Regions from separate parts of the Mus musculus genome. Here region 1 is linked to region 2. The links are chromatin contacts, called in public promoter capture Hi-C maps. All regions are on one chromosome and are shown on one strand. Each heading gives the region's core, a stretch centred on a gene start, on an enhancer-like site or on the middle of the called end of the contact. The rest is flanking DNA. Distances are from core to core; before and after follow the strand shown.

Region 1 (6,650 bases), core at 1,674-4,173, 940 kb after region 2:
TGACCCTGAGTTTCTGATCCTTGGGTCTCTGTCCTCCCAAGCTCGAGGAGCCCATCCAACAGCTCTCTCGGTGTAGTGTGGTGCTATAGATTGAAGCAGAGCTTTGAGCTTGCTAGGCAAGCATTCTATGATCTGAGCTACACTCCAGCACCAAGCCATCTCTTTAAAAAAAAAAATCATTCCATTATTCATGCAAGGTTCTGTCCAGAATCACAAAGTTCTACACTCAGCAATGTACCTCTAAGCAAAAGTATAAACCAAACTTAATGAATTGCCAACCATTCACTGTTTAAACCGAATGAGCAGCCACAGAGACCTTGGTGGCTCATTGGAACACTAATGAACACTAGGGAAACTTTGTCTCCTTCTTTCCTAGCAGTGGGTTATTTCAACAAGAAAGGGTTGAGAGCCTGGAAGGTTAGGGTCGAGGGCAGGAAGGAGCTGCTGTTGTTGCTGTGGTCTTTCCAAGGTGTCTAAGTGTCCTCTTGTAACTGGGGTGGAGTCTGAGGAAGACAAAGTGCCCTAGGAGGAAAATTAAGTCAGCCCAGCCCAAATTAAACAGCTGGCTCATGTCCAGGATACCTTCTGGGAATTTCCAGAAACATTTTCAGGAGGTGGGAGTGGGTATCTGGGTTGGGTCGGCTTCTGAGAAGGTATACAAGTTAACGAACGTGATTGAGTTACTACATAAACGGTAATGAAGCAGTGGAGGGTTGGGGGGCAGGGTGTGGGACTCAATGGTAGAAGTGAAAATAAACTAGAAGCTTAGAGAAGCCTTAAGACGACATGGACAATTCAGAAAACATTTTCATAAAGGTAAAAAGCAAATTCCCAGCCGGGAGTGGTGGCGCACGCCTTTAATCCCAGCACTCGGGAGGGGGAGGAAGAGGCAGGCGGATTACTGAGTTCGAGGCCAGCCTGGTCCCAGCTAATAATCTGAAAACAAAACCAAAACCAAACCAAACAATAACAACAAAACCAAAAACAAACCAAAAATACTAAACTGAAAACAGTAGCCCCGCATGCGCCTAAGCCCTGGCTGGCCCTCTGTGCACATGGCTGGGAACCAGACTGTATGCAAGGCTGTGATTATTTTCTCTTACGATTATGCGGACATGGCATGTCTTTGAAATCTAAGGGCACAGCTCAGCGGTGGAGTTCTTGCCTTGCTTGCTTGCCCAGTTCCTGGACTCTTTTAGAACTGCAGACTTCGACAGCTCAAACCATTCTTATGACATTCACCACAGAAAGTTTAGAAAACGTATATTATCTGAAAAAGAAAGGTGCACTTTATTCTACCGTCTTGAGCTCACAATTGTCAACTCTCTGCTGTTGGTCTTACGAGATATTTTTTTGCACAAATAATGATTTCTTGGCAAAGACCATGCAGAGGGAAAGCTTCAGCGCCCACTCCTCGTCCACACTTAGCACCCACAGGTGTGAACCACGCTGGCCACAGCTTGCTTGCAGACCTTGCAGACAGGCTATTCTGGCGACACCTTTGCCTCCTCTCTCCCTCCACATCCTTACTTCACCACATCCTTTCTGCCTCAAGAAATGTGTCTGTGTGAAGAGACTCTAAGCTTTATTTGTAACTGCTGGATTTTCGAGCAGAATTTTGGAAACCTTAATTATCCAATCGGACTGCCAGAGTCGACAGAGGATTGGGGAAATCTTAGAGGGAGTGAGGCCACCTTGCCACCTGTGCCAGTTGCTCGGACACCTGTGCACAGAGACAGACTCACTCTGTTTATGCTGTATAGTTAACAAACCTTGGGGTGTGCTGCCACAGTCTATAACCACAGATGTGCTCCAATCTCTTACATAAACGTAGAACTGAAAAGTAGCAATAGTTATACTCTATTTCTCGGGGAATATACAAACTTGGGGCAAACAAGATGACTCAAAGACCAACGTATTTATAACCAACCTTATGACCTGAGTTCAATCCCCAGGACCCACATGGTAGAAGGGAAAAAAATTAACTCTTCCAGGTTGTCCTTTGATACCACCCATATGACACAGCATGTTCCCCCCCACAAACACACATAAATAATAAATAAATGTAATTTTAAAGAAAGAAATATACAAATTTAGGATACAGAGACAACACAGTCAGGAAAATGCTTGCCAGACAAACTTGTGGACTTGAATTCCATCCCCCAAGCCACATAAACAAAGTTAGGACTAAGCCAGGCAATGAATGGGGAATGCACGAATCTAATCCCAGCCTTCATGAGGCAGAGGTAGACAGATCTCTGAGTTCAAGGACAGCCAGGGCTACATATAAAAACCCTGTCCAAAAAAAACAAAAAAAAAAGGAAGAAAGAAAGAAAAAGAAAGAAAGGAAAGGGAAAAAATGAAAGAAAGGGAGAGAGAGAGAGAGAGAGAGAGAGAGAGAGAGAGAGAGAAGCAAGGCAGTCCTGGAGTCCCAGTGGAGAGAAATGGAGTCTGCGGTTGGCCCCTGAGAGACTCTACCAGGTGAGTTCCAAGTTAATGAGAGACCCTGACTCAAATAATAACTGGGAAGAAAGGAAGCAAGAGAAAACAAAAGAAAAAGAAAAAAAAAAAGGTAGGTGGTATCCAAGAAATGACATCAGAGGTCGTCCTCTGGCCCCACACGTATGCGGAGATTCTTGACCAGCATGCCCTATAATAAATAAATCACCATCAGCCATAATTTTCATAATTATTTTCAAATAAAAGGAAAATCTACCTCACCCACTTGGAAAAATTTCCAACTGATTGGGATTATCAAAGTCCTGCTCCATAGGACATACAAACTGCAGGGCCCCCGGAGACCATTGCTATCTGTGAATTTTGTACAGCCATTTTTCTGGAAACTTTCCCTTACCATGCAGTTCCAAACAAGACAGCAGGTCGGATGTTGCACTGTGTACTGGGCAATGTGCACAGTGCAGATTACGTGGGGGATGGGGCTGGCGAGTAGTGCCTGGCACCCACAGCCCTGGGCTCTGGCTCTACCCTGGCTCCAAAGCCCTGTCTAAACTTGGATAATTCATTTCTCCATCAGGTTCTAGACAAGGGAGTGGGGTGTTCACCATCCCTGCCACTCCTCGGCTCCCTAGAGCATATGTCTACCCAACTTGGACACGAGCAACCTGAAGTGGAGTTGGTTTTAACTCTTGTCAGTTTGGCATTCCCAGTCCCGGGGGATTTTCTGCGTTTGTATCTAGGTTCCTCCTGACATAAAGTCCAACTTTTTTCAAAGGAGGAGTTAAATCCTGATTATAAACCACTAGCCAAGTCAAGTCTAATCAGAGGAAAAGGTGGAAGGAAAGCCAGGCCATTGTGTTCACACTATTGTCAACACAGGAACTCCTCTGAGTTATTTAAAAACAAAGCATACTCTTTTAAAAAATAAAATAAAAGTGTGTGTGTGTGTGTGTGTGTGTGTGTGTGTGTGTGTGATATGCAGGGTCTCTCACAGGGCCTGGAGTTCACTAGTAAGACTACATATACCCTCAGCCAGCAAGCCTCAGGGATTCTTCAGTCTTCTCCCTGCAAGCACTGGGATTACAGGTGCATGCTGGGTAATTAGGATCAAACTTGAGTTCTCACGTGTACATAGGAAGCACTTCCCTGACTGATTCCTCCCTCCAAACACATTTCAAACATCTGGTTTATGTGCACCCCCACCCTCAGCCTTACTGGACTGAGAAATGTGATACATTGTGTTAGCATTTTGTCTTACCCCCCCCCCCCAGGTTACCTGGCAACAGCCAGGTGTGCCTGACTCTTCCCCCTCCTCTCTCTCTTGCCTTCTTGCTCTCCATCTGTCCTCTTTTCACTTCCTCCTCTCTCCCATTACCTACCCTCCCCCTTCTCTCTCCACATGTTTATGGCTGACCTCTACTCCTCTGCGCTCTCTCTCCCTCTCCCTCTCCCTCTCCCTCTCCCTCTCCCTCTCCCTCTCCCTCTCCCTCTCCCTCTCCCTCTCCCTCTCCCTCTCCCTCTCCCTCTCCCTCTCCCTCTCCCTCTCTCCCTCCCTCTCCCTCTCTCCCTCCCTTTCTCTATCTATACTACCCTCTTAACTCCCTTCCCCATGCCCTCAGGAGAAGAGATACCTCAGCATGGGCCTGCAGAGGCACCCCCTACCCCCACACCTGACTACAGGTCCACCAAACATTCTTTTCCCTGTGGTTGTATAAAACACAACATTTGGTTCCATGACTTGGATCAGAGTTCTAATCACTATCCGATCACGGGAGAGACAAATGCTAACTCTTTGAGCTTCACTTTGATTTTTGTTCAGACACTTGCTCTTCTACCCACCAGCTTTTCAAAGTGTGACTTGTTTGTTTGAGAGTTTTTCAGACCCACTTCTTTGTCTGGAGGACAGTGGTTATTACAGACTTACAAGTGGTCAAAGTGCAGACAAGATAGATGTCTGCTGGGCATGGGGTAATCTATGCCACTCCCTCACCTCAAGGTCCAGGCAACTGCAGGGCAGAAGTCTAGAGGTCTAGGCTCAGTCAGTAACAAGCAAACAATGAGCTCAAGGTTGGGTGAGTGTCTTAGTCAGGGTTTGTATTCCTGCACAAACATCATGACCAAGAAGCAAGTTGGGGAGGAAAGGGTTTATTCGGCTTACATTTCCATACTGCTGTTGATCACCAAAGAATGCAGGACTGGAACTCAAGCAGGTCAGAAAGCAGGAGCTGATGCAGAGGCCATGGAGGGATGTTCTTTACTGGCTTGCTCAGCCTGCTCTCTTATAGAACCCAAGACAACCAGCCCAGAGATGGTCCCACCCACAAGGGGCCTTGCCCCCTTGATCACTAATTGAGAAAATGCCTTACAGTTGGATCTCATGGAGGCATTTCCTCAACTGAAGCTCCTTTCTCTGTGATAACTCCAGCTGTGTCAAGTTGACACAAAACTAGCCAATACAACTGACCCCTTGTCAACTTGACACACAAACACATCACTAGTAAGCCTCAACCCTTACATTCTTATTCATCCCCAAGGTCTAAATAACTTTAAATGTCCCACAGTCTTTACATATTCTTAAAATTTCAATCTCTTTAAAATATCCATCTCTTTTAAAAATCCAAAGTCTTTTTAAATTAAAAGTCTCTTAACTGTGGGCATCACTAAAACAGTTTCTTCCTTCAAGAGGGAAAATATCAGGGCACAGTCACAATCAAAAGCAAAAATCAATCTCCAACCGTCCAATGTCTGGGATCCAACTCACGATCTTCTGGGCTCCTCCAAGGGCTTGGGTCACTTCTCCAGCCATGCCCTTTGTAGCACACGCGTCATCCTCTAGGCTCCAGATGCCTCTACTCCACTGCTGCTGCTGCTCTTGGTGGTCATCTCATGGTACTGGCATCTCCAAAACACTGCATGACCCCTTCAGTCCTGGGCCATCAATTGCAACTGAGGCTGCACTTTCACCAATGGCCTTCCATGGCCTCTCACAGTGCCAAGCCTCAGCTGCTCTGCTCAACTCCTTCATGCCTTCAAAACCAATACCACCTGGGTGACCCTTACATATTACCAAGTCCCGCTGCAGCAGGAGTGCAACCTTGGCTATCTCTGGAACACAGCCTCTTTGTGCTTTCAGAAAACACTTCCCAGAAGATGTCACCTCAATGATGCTGGTCTCTTCTTAATCACCGCTAATTTCTTAGCTCCAGCTAACCAGCATCAATAGTCCCAGTAATGCAAAGTTTTTGCTTTAGTAGTTCTGGTATCTTGTTAATCACAGCTGATTCTTCAGCCCCAGCTAACCAGAACTACAGAATCTTCACAATCAAAACAGCAATGGCCCTGAAAAGAGTCTTTAATTTTCCCTCTGAAATTTCACAAACCAGACCTCCATCTTCTACAGTGTTCTCAACATTATCTTCCAAGCTCCTGCACAACCTCCAACAGAGCTCTTAACAATGGATGGATCTTCAAGCCCAAAGTTCCAAAGTCCTTCCACAATCCTCCCCAAAACATGGTCAGGTTGTCACAGGAATACCCCACTATGCTGGTACCAATTTGTCTTAGTCAGGGTTTGTATTCCTGCACAAACATCATGACCAAGAAGCAAGTTGGGGAGGAAAGGGTTTATTCGGCTTACATTTCCATACTGCTGTTGATCACCAAAGAATGCAGGACTGGAACTCAAGCAGGTCAGAAAGCAGGAGCTGATGCAGAGGCCATGGAGGGATGTTCTTTACTGGCTTGCTCAGCCTGCTCTCTTATAGAACCCAAGACAACCAGCCCAGAGATGGTCCCACCCACAAGGGGCCTTGCCCCCTTGATCACTAATTGAGAAAATGCCTTACAGTTGGATCTCATGGAGGCATTTCCTCAACTGAAGCTCCTTTCTCTGTGATAACTCCAGCTGTGTCAAGTTGACACAAAACTAGCCAATACAGTGAGAGTTCAGAAAAACTACATGGAGAGTTAGGGAGAAAAACAGCTGACATCTATCTCTAGGCTCCACAGCACCATGTGCTGTCCTCCCTCTTCCTCTCTCCCTCTGTCTCTCTCTCTCTTCCTCTCTCTCCTTCTCTGTCCCTCTCTACCTCCTTCTTCCTCTTTTCCTCCCTCTCTCCCTCTTCTTCTCTTCTTCCTCTCTCCCTGTCTTCCTCTCTCTTCCCCTCTCTCTCTATCTCTCTATCTCTCTTACA
Region 2 (6,212 bases), core at 812-3,311:
GCTGCCCCACTAGCACAACAGGCCGTTTCATAGGGCAGTCAGTCCTCAACCTTCGAGTTGTCTCTCTGAATTGTCACCTCTCTCTCTCTACCAAAAGATATGGGAAGGGGCAAGGATTCAAGGAGAGGGAAGAAAAGAGACTCGTGGAGCCTGAAGAAAAAGTATCACCTCCATCAGACAGGTATCTAGCCCCTTAAAATATTTGTAGAGAAATGTAAGGGCAGGAAGGCTTTAGTAGACACAGGTAAACGGCCTCAAGATTCTAGCATCAATCTAACAATGTGTTCCGGAGAACCACTGAACTTCCACCCCTACTGGCGGTGGGTGACATGAGATGAGACACCATCTCTTAGGTCTCACCTACCCTCCAGGCATCAAGCATATGCATTTGCTGTTTATTTTATTTTTAGTTCGGGAGAGGAAGAAACTAGTGGAACTGAGATTGGTGTCCAATCTTTCTCAGATGCCTGCTGCTGCCAAGGCCACCACCCCTCCTCACCCCCTTCCTGGCAGGCAGCATCTAATTAAAATGGCAAGAGCGCTCGGCCCCCTTCCCCGAAGGAGTGTGCTGGGATTAGAGGTGGGGGTGGGGAAGCGTCGAGGCTGCAATGGGATTCCTGGCAGTCTGATTTTCAAACAACAGCAAAATGGATTCTAGATCACTAAAGTCTTATTCAATACAATGGAACGACGTCTGAGGTGTTTCATTAGGTAAAGGCAAAGCGGCCGGGCTCGGGGAAGGGAATATGTTTTACAAAGGACTGTTCACAGACCTGGGACACACACACACACACACACACACACACACACACACACACACACACACACACACACAGGCACACAGGCACACAGGCACACACGCACACACAATCTCTCCAGGGAGTTCCGGTGTGGTGAGGAGAAGCGGTTAAGCTTCTCTTTCACCTGCTGAAGTTCAGCCATAAAACTGAAAGGTCACAGTCACCGAGGGAAGGAATAGGCAGGGCTGAGTTCAAACCACAGATAAAGGTGAGTGCACACTGGCATATAGGGAAGAGCTGAGCCGGAGCCCCAGCACCGGAGACAGAAGCCGGGAAGGGAGTCAGTTAGCACCTACAAGACCAGCCCAGAGCAGCAATTACTGCTCCATTGGAGCAGCAGGGTCCGCTGGTAGAGACAGCTAGCTCACGATGGCATCTTGCAGGTAGCTGGCAAACGTGAAGGGCCAGTGCCTTTCTTCTCCAAGAGAATCTTTTGCAGCAAGGAGCAGTCGGGTCTCGCGCCTTGGCACGAGACGGTTGCCCGGGTACACACACACACACACACACACACACACACACACACACACACACACACACCAGCCTTTCATGTAATGCTCTTACACCGATCGAAGATGAAACTGACAAGCTCTACCAGCTTCCTTGCGGAACCTCGGGAACAGCCTAGGAGCACAAGGGGAGCCCAGCCCCTGCTGTAGGGGTAGGGGCTCAGCCTAGAACCCCTCGGCTGCCCCGGAATTAGAACAGAAAGGCAGGGAACGTTCCCTCTTTCAGCCCTAGACCATTGGAAAAAAAGGAAAAAACACGTTCTGCTCACCCTCAGGGCGGAGAGATCGATTTCATCCAGGCTGCGAGCTGGGGAGTCGCTCGCCATGTCGACTCTTCGCGGGAGAAATGGACCAAAACCACCCCGAAGCGTCTTCCTTGGCAATTCCACCCCGGTCTATTTCGCTCGCGTCCTCATGCGGCTGTCCGCCAGAGAGGCCCGGGGCCCAGCCTCCCCCGCCCACCCGGGCCCCAGCAAGAGTCCGATCCCGATCTTCCGAGAGCGTCGATCCGCGGGATCCCGGAGCCCGACCTGCGCGGATCTCCAAGCCCGGAGCCGCGGTGCGTGTGGGCTGCGCGCCCTGATCGGCTAAGGGCGCTGGGGCTGCGTGGGTGTATTTAAATGGGACATGCTTCTTTGCTTGTGCGTGGATGGCGGCTGCATTGGCTGTTATAATGAGACATATCAACTCCTCCACTCAGCTGGGAGGTGGGGGTGGAGAACCACACAGAACTGTCTATCACCGCTTCCTGGGAGGAGTGGGGGGGGGGGGAGAGGCGTGGTCTCCGACTGGGGAGAGGCCGCGCTTCCTGACCGGGTCCCTCCGCCACTAGCCAGGGTGGGGGAGGGGTACGCACCCTTTCCGCCCCAGCTTTTGAGGGTTAATAGTGCTGAATCTAAACAGCCGTTTTTGAGCCTCTCTGTGCAGGAGCCTGAATGCTGAATATATATTTTTAATGTGTCCAATTTGTGCAGTGCACCAAAATGGCTCTTCGATCGTATCTTGGGGTTTCTTGACTGCGTTCAGATACTCTAATGGTGAAAAGGGTGGTGGGGAGAGGCAGCGGGAAAAGGCAGCAGCGTCCTCCCTCCCCCATTAATTATTTGTGGGGCTGGAGTAAAGGCGGGCCGGTGCAACCGGTGCATATAAGGACTTGTGCGCAGGGAAGGGGATCCGCCTCCCCGCGCAGAGCGAGTTGGGGAGAAGCTCACACGCGCCGAGCCGGCAGCCTGGCTTTGGTGCTGAGCAGTGGCCACAGGGTCACGGTCATTCGCGGCCACTGGGTTGCAGGAAGGCAGGCCCGAATCGTCTGTGGTTCTCTAGGCTGAGTAGGTTTGCTAGAAGCTGGAAATCCGAGAGATGTGAGCTCTGTCTGGATATCGCCACACCCAAGACCTGCGCGTGCCGCAATTCCCCACGGAAATGACCGAATTGAAAAGAGAAGCTTGCTCCCTGGGTGCAGTAGCTCGAAGGATTCAGGTGACTCCAAGGCCGACATTAATTGGGCAACATAGTACCTAACCCAGTGTTTCCTCCTTTGTAGCTTTTCCGCGGTGACCTACCTGGATTCATGGAGAAAGTTTGGCTCTAGGATAGTGAGCCCTGACCCGCGAGCTATTTGACTTCGCTCGCTTTTTCACTCAAGAGCTGGGTGTTTGCAGTGGTAACCCGTCATTCTTTATCAAAAGTGTAAAGTCACTTCCCCAACCCTCTCGCATCCTTGCCTGTCTCCTAGTTTGGCCACGCAAAATACGTCGGAAGAAAACATTTATAGTGAACTCTTCCCACTGGCTTCAACTCATCAATAGTTCTGAGTGTTCCTCTAGCATCTACTGAGATAAAAAGCTAAACATACTGGGGGGGGTTGATTTTTATTTGACTTTTTGTTTTGTTTTCTTTTGGGGGGAGTAGAGGTTCTTTTTGATTTATCTTATTGGTTGTTTGATTTGGTATGGTTATGAGACAGATCTTAAGTACTTAAAGGAAGTCTTCCCTTCACTGTGCAGCTGGGGATGGCCTTGAACTCCTCATTGTCCTGCAAATGACCCCCCCCCCCCCGCCCACCCAAGTACTCAGATTACACATGGACACCAACACTTGGGCTGTTGCCACTTCTTTTTAAAGTCATGAAGAATAAACTAATTATGAGCTTCAGAACAAGTTGAAAGAATGAATGAACGGACCAACACTAATGAAATTAGTGTTAGCTGGACTGTTTAGTCTTGGACTCATTGGGGTGGGTCATGTGCTCTCTAAACCATACCATGAAACTAGAATGCTGTTCCGAACCCACAAGCCTCCACGAAGGGACCAAGTAGAAGCCATCTTTTCCCTCCACCACACTTTTCCTTGTGTGTCATCATCATCTTCTCCTTCTCCTTCTTCTTCCCTTCTTCTTCTTCTTCTTCTTCTTCTTCTTCTTCTTCTTCTTCTTCTTCTTCTTCTTCTTCTTCTTCTTCTTCTTCTTCTTCTTCTTCCTCTCCTCCTCCTCCTCCTCCACCTCCTCCTCCTCCTCCTCCTTCTTATCTCACCCTTTCTCTAGACAACAGGTTAACATGTCTCAAGATGAAGCAAAATAATTTCAGATTAGGGTATTGAGATTCATACGCAGGGCTCCTTTAAAAGCTTCAGACTTGAAAATAGGAGATAAACATGCTCACAGAAAAGTACTACAGACTTAGGTGAAACCACAAAAAGGTCTTTTCCCCTAACTCTAATAGCACAAGACTCTACTTTGGGGTTTACAATAGGTTCAGACTAGTCCACTGCTGCTGAGGAAGCCCCACCTCAGACAGAAAGGATGGATATAGCTTCAAAGAGGGTTCAACACAGTGCACCCTGGGGAGGGAGGGAGGAGTGGGTAGAAAGCAGTGGCAGGCAAGGGTGGGAAATCTTAGGACCAGGAGAGGGCAGAGGGCAGATCAGGCAGAGTTCTGCATGCCCTATTCAGGAACATCAAACTCTCTTCTTTAGGCCAAGTACATTTCAGATTTCAGCTGTTCCAGCAGAAGTCTGATTTCTTTCCATCCTGCACTCTTATCAACAGTTTTTGCTTTGTGTTTAATTTAAAAGAAAACATAAGTCACTACTATAAAAAGAGGTCTAGACATACTAGGGCCCCAGTCCTTAGTAGGCACCAAGGACTTAGCACCACTGACTCCATGATGGAAGGACCGCTCAGCTGTAAAACAGCATGGAGACAACACCATCTTCTAAAACTAAAGCCTAGGCCTAGTCCATCAAAAACCATAATTCTGAGAAAGTCTCTAAATGTACTAGCCTTGCTTTTTGGCTTCTGTGGCTCTGCTTCTGGCTAACTGTTCTTGTTAACTGAAGTATGTCAACCTAGAGCATGGTTTTTGTGCTTAAAATCTCACCCTGAGAAAGGCTCTGGGCTACACTGGGATCCTAGCATAGTTGCTGGCTGGCTAATAAAGACTTCCTTTTAGATTAAACCCATGTCTGGTCTGAGAAGTCTTCTCTGGTGAGTACCCCACAGCACTAGACATACCTCCTCCTATAGAAAAGAAAACATTCAATATAAAATCACTATAATGAAAGTAAGGTCTACCATTTTGGTCGGTTATTGCTTCGTTATGGAACAGCCCAGGTAACAAGGAACCCCAGCCTTCACAAGGGCAGACAGGAAGTGCGGGGCAAGAGGTCAGCAACTAAAATTATTTTAGATACATGATGTTAACTGACAGGAAAAAGGGCAAATAGCAAGTAGCATAGGCAGTCAGGATGCGACCAAGATGAGGCTTTACTCCTGTCATGATCTGAAGGACTGGGGAAGCAGAGACCATTCAGGCATATCTTCAAAGCCAAGAAAACACACCTGCCTGCTGGCTGTCTCTACTCTAAGCATGCAACAACAACAGAAAGCCTGGCACAGACAGGAAGTGCACAGCAACTGACCAGGGAGGACGAAGAAGAGGATACAAGGAAGGCAAGGAAGCCCGGTGAGAACTTACGGTTTTTTAAAAGCTGAAGCAAATATCATTACAGGGTTGGAATAGTTAAATATGGACTGCTAGTTATAGGTATTGATAATATTGTCCTTGGTGCATTTACATATTTGGAACATTCTTGTGTTTTAAAAGTACTCAGAAAAGAGAGAAACCAGAGGTGTCTTCTCCTTGTTATGTTCTGTGTTGTTTAATAACAAATCTATGTGCCAAGTCAAATCACAATGTAGAAATCAGAAGTAACACGTGTAGGGGTTCAAATGTAGCCCAGGTTTTCCCCTGACTTGGTACATAGCTCGGGATGACTTTGAAATTTCCAAGTACTGAGCCATCATGTCTACCTCGGAAAAAATATTTTTAAACATACATTAAGGTCTTAAAAGAAGCAATATCAGCTGGCCACTTATCCAGAGCACTGTCTAGATGGTCTAAATCAGTAAGAGTGGATGTGACGTTTAATATGACAACAAAGGAACTGTATGGGTGAGATTTGGGCAGGCCGAAGCTGCATGAGCAGACATGTTTATTGTGGTGAGTAACCAAGGGACTGTATTGATTCATTGATTCATTCGACGTAGATCATTCTATATAAAAGCAGTACTAGGCCCTGAGGAGCCTGAGTCACACAAAACTCTCACCTCACAGAGACAAACAAGCTTATAAACAGCCAGTGACAAGATTATTTTAGATATGTAGTGATAGCTGATATGAAAAAGTACATGCAGAATAAGGAGACTCAGCAGCACACACCCCCCTCCACTGGCACCAGCTCTGAACATGTATGCTAGGGTCAATGAGGCAAGCTAGTACCTGGGTGCTGATTCCCAATGACGGGAAGAAATGGGAACTCACTCCCAAACACTGTGTGTGTCTTCTGAGTGCTGCTCCGTTCTCCTACTACACTCCTTAAAGCAAACCTTCAGTCAGAATGGCACCAC

The links. Promoter capture Hi-C pulls out the DNA fragments that hold promoters and counts their contacts.
Region 1: a promoter capture Hi-C map of liver shows a contact between it and region 2, with 3 times the contacts expected there. The contact joins the enhancer-like site here to the promoter of Tnik in region 2. A contact is called at or near these places in 8 of 39 promoter capture datasets (the 3T3-L1 cell line, the SN4741 cell line, hematopoietic stem and progenitor cells and 3 more) and 1 of 115 datasets of contacts at active chromatin or transcription factors (stem cell-derived neural progenitor cells).

The regions. Positions count from the first base shown.
Region 1 is chr3:27,317,639-27,324,288 of GRCm38.p6, reverse strand. All of the region lies in intron 1 of Tnfsf10 (tumor necrosis factor (ligand) superfamily, member 10), which reads right to left. Among named protein-coding and RNA genes, the nearest start is that of Tnfsf10, 3.9 kb to the right of the region's middle. Within about 2 kb of position 2,923, at least 43 of the 459 cell types and tissues checked have an H3K27ac peak or open chromatin away from gene starts, as enhancers often do. A contact at or near this core is called in hematopoietic stem and progenitor cells and liver, where this site is marked.
Region 2 is chr3:28,259,063-28,265,274 of GRCm38.p6, reverse strand. It overlaps Tnik (TRAF2 and NCK interacting kinase), which reads right to left and starts at 2,061. Exons shown (of 33, transcript NM_026910.1): 1 at 1,576-2,061. The coding sequence starts at 1,632.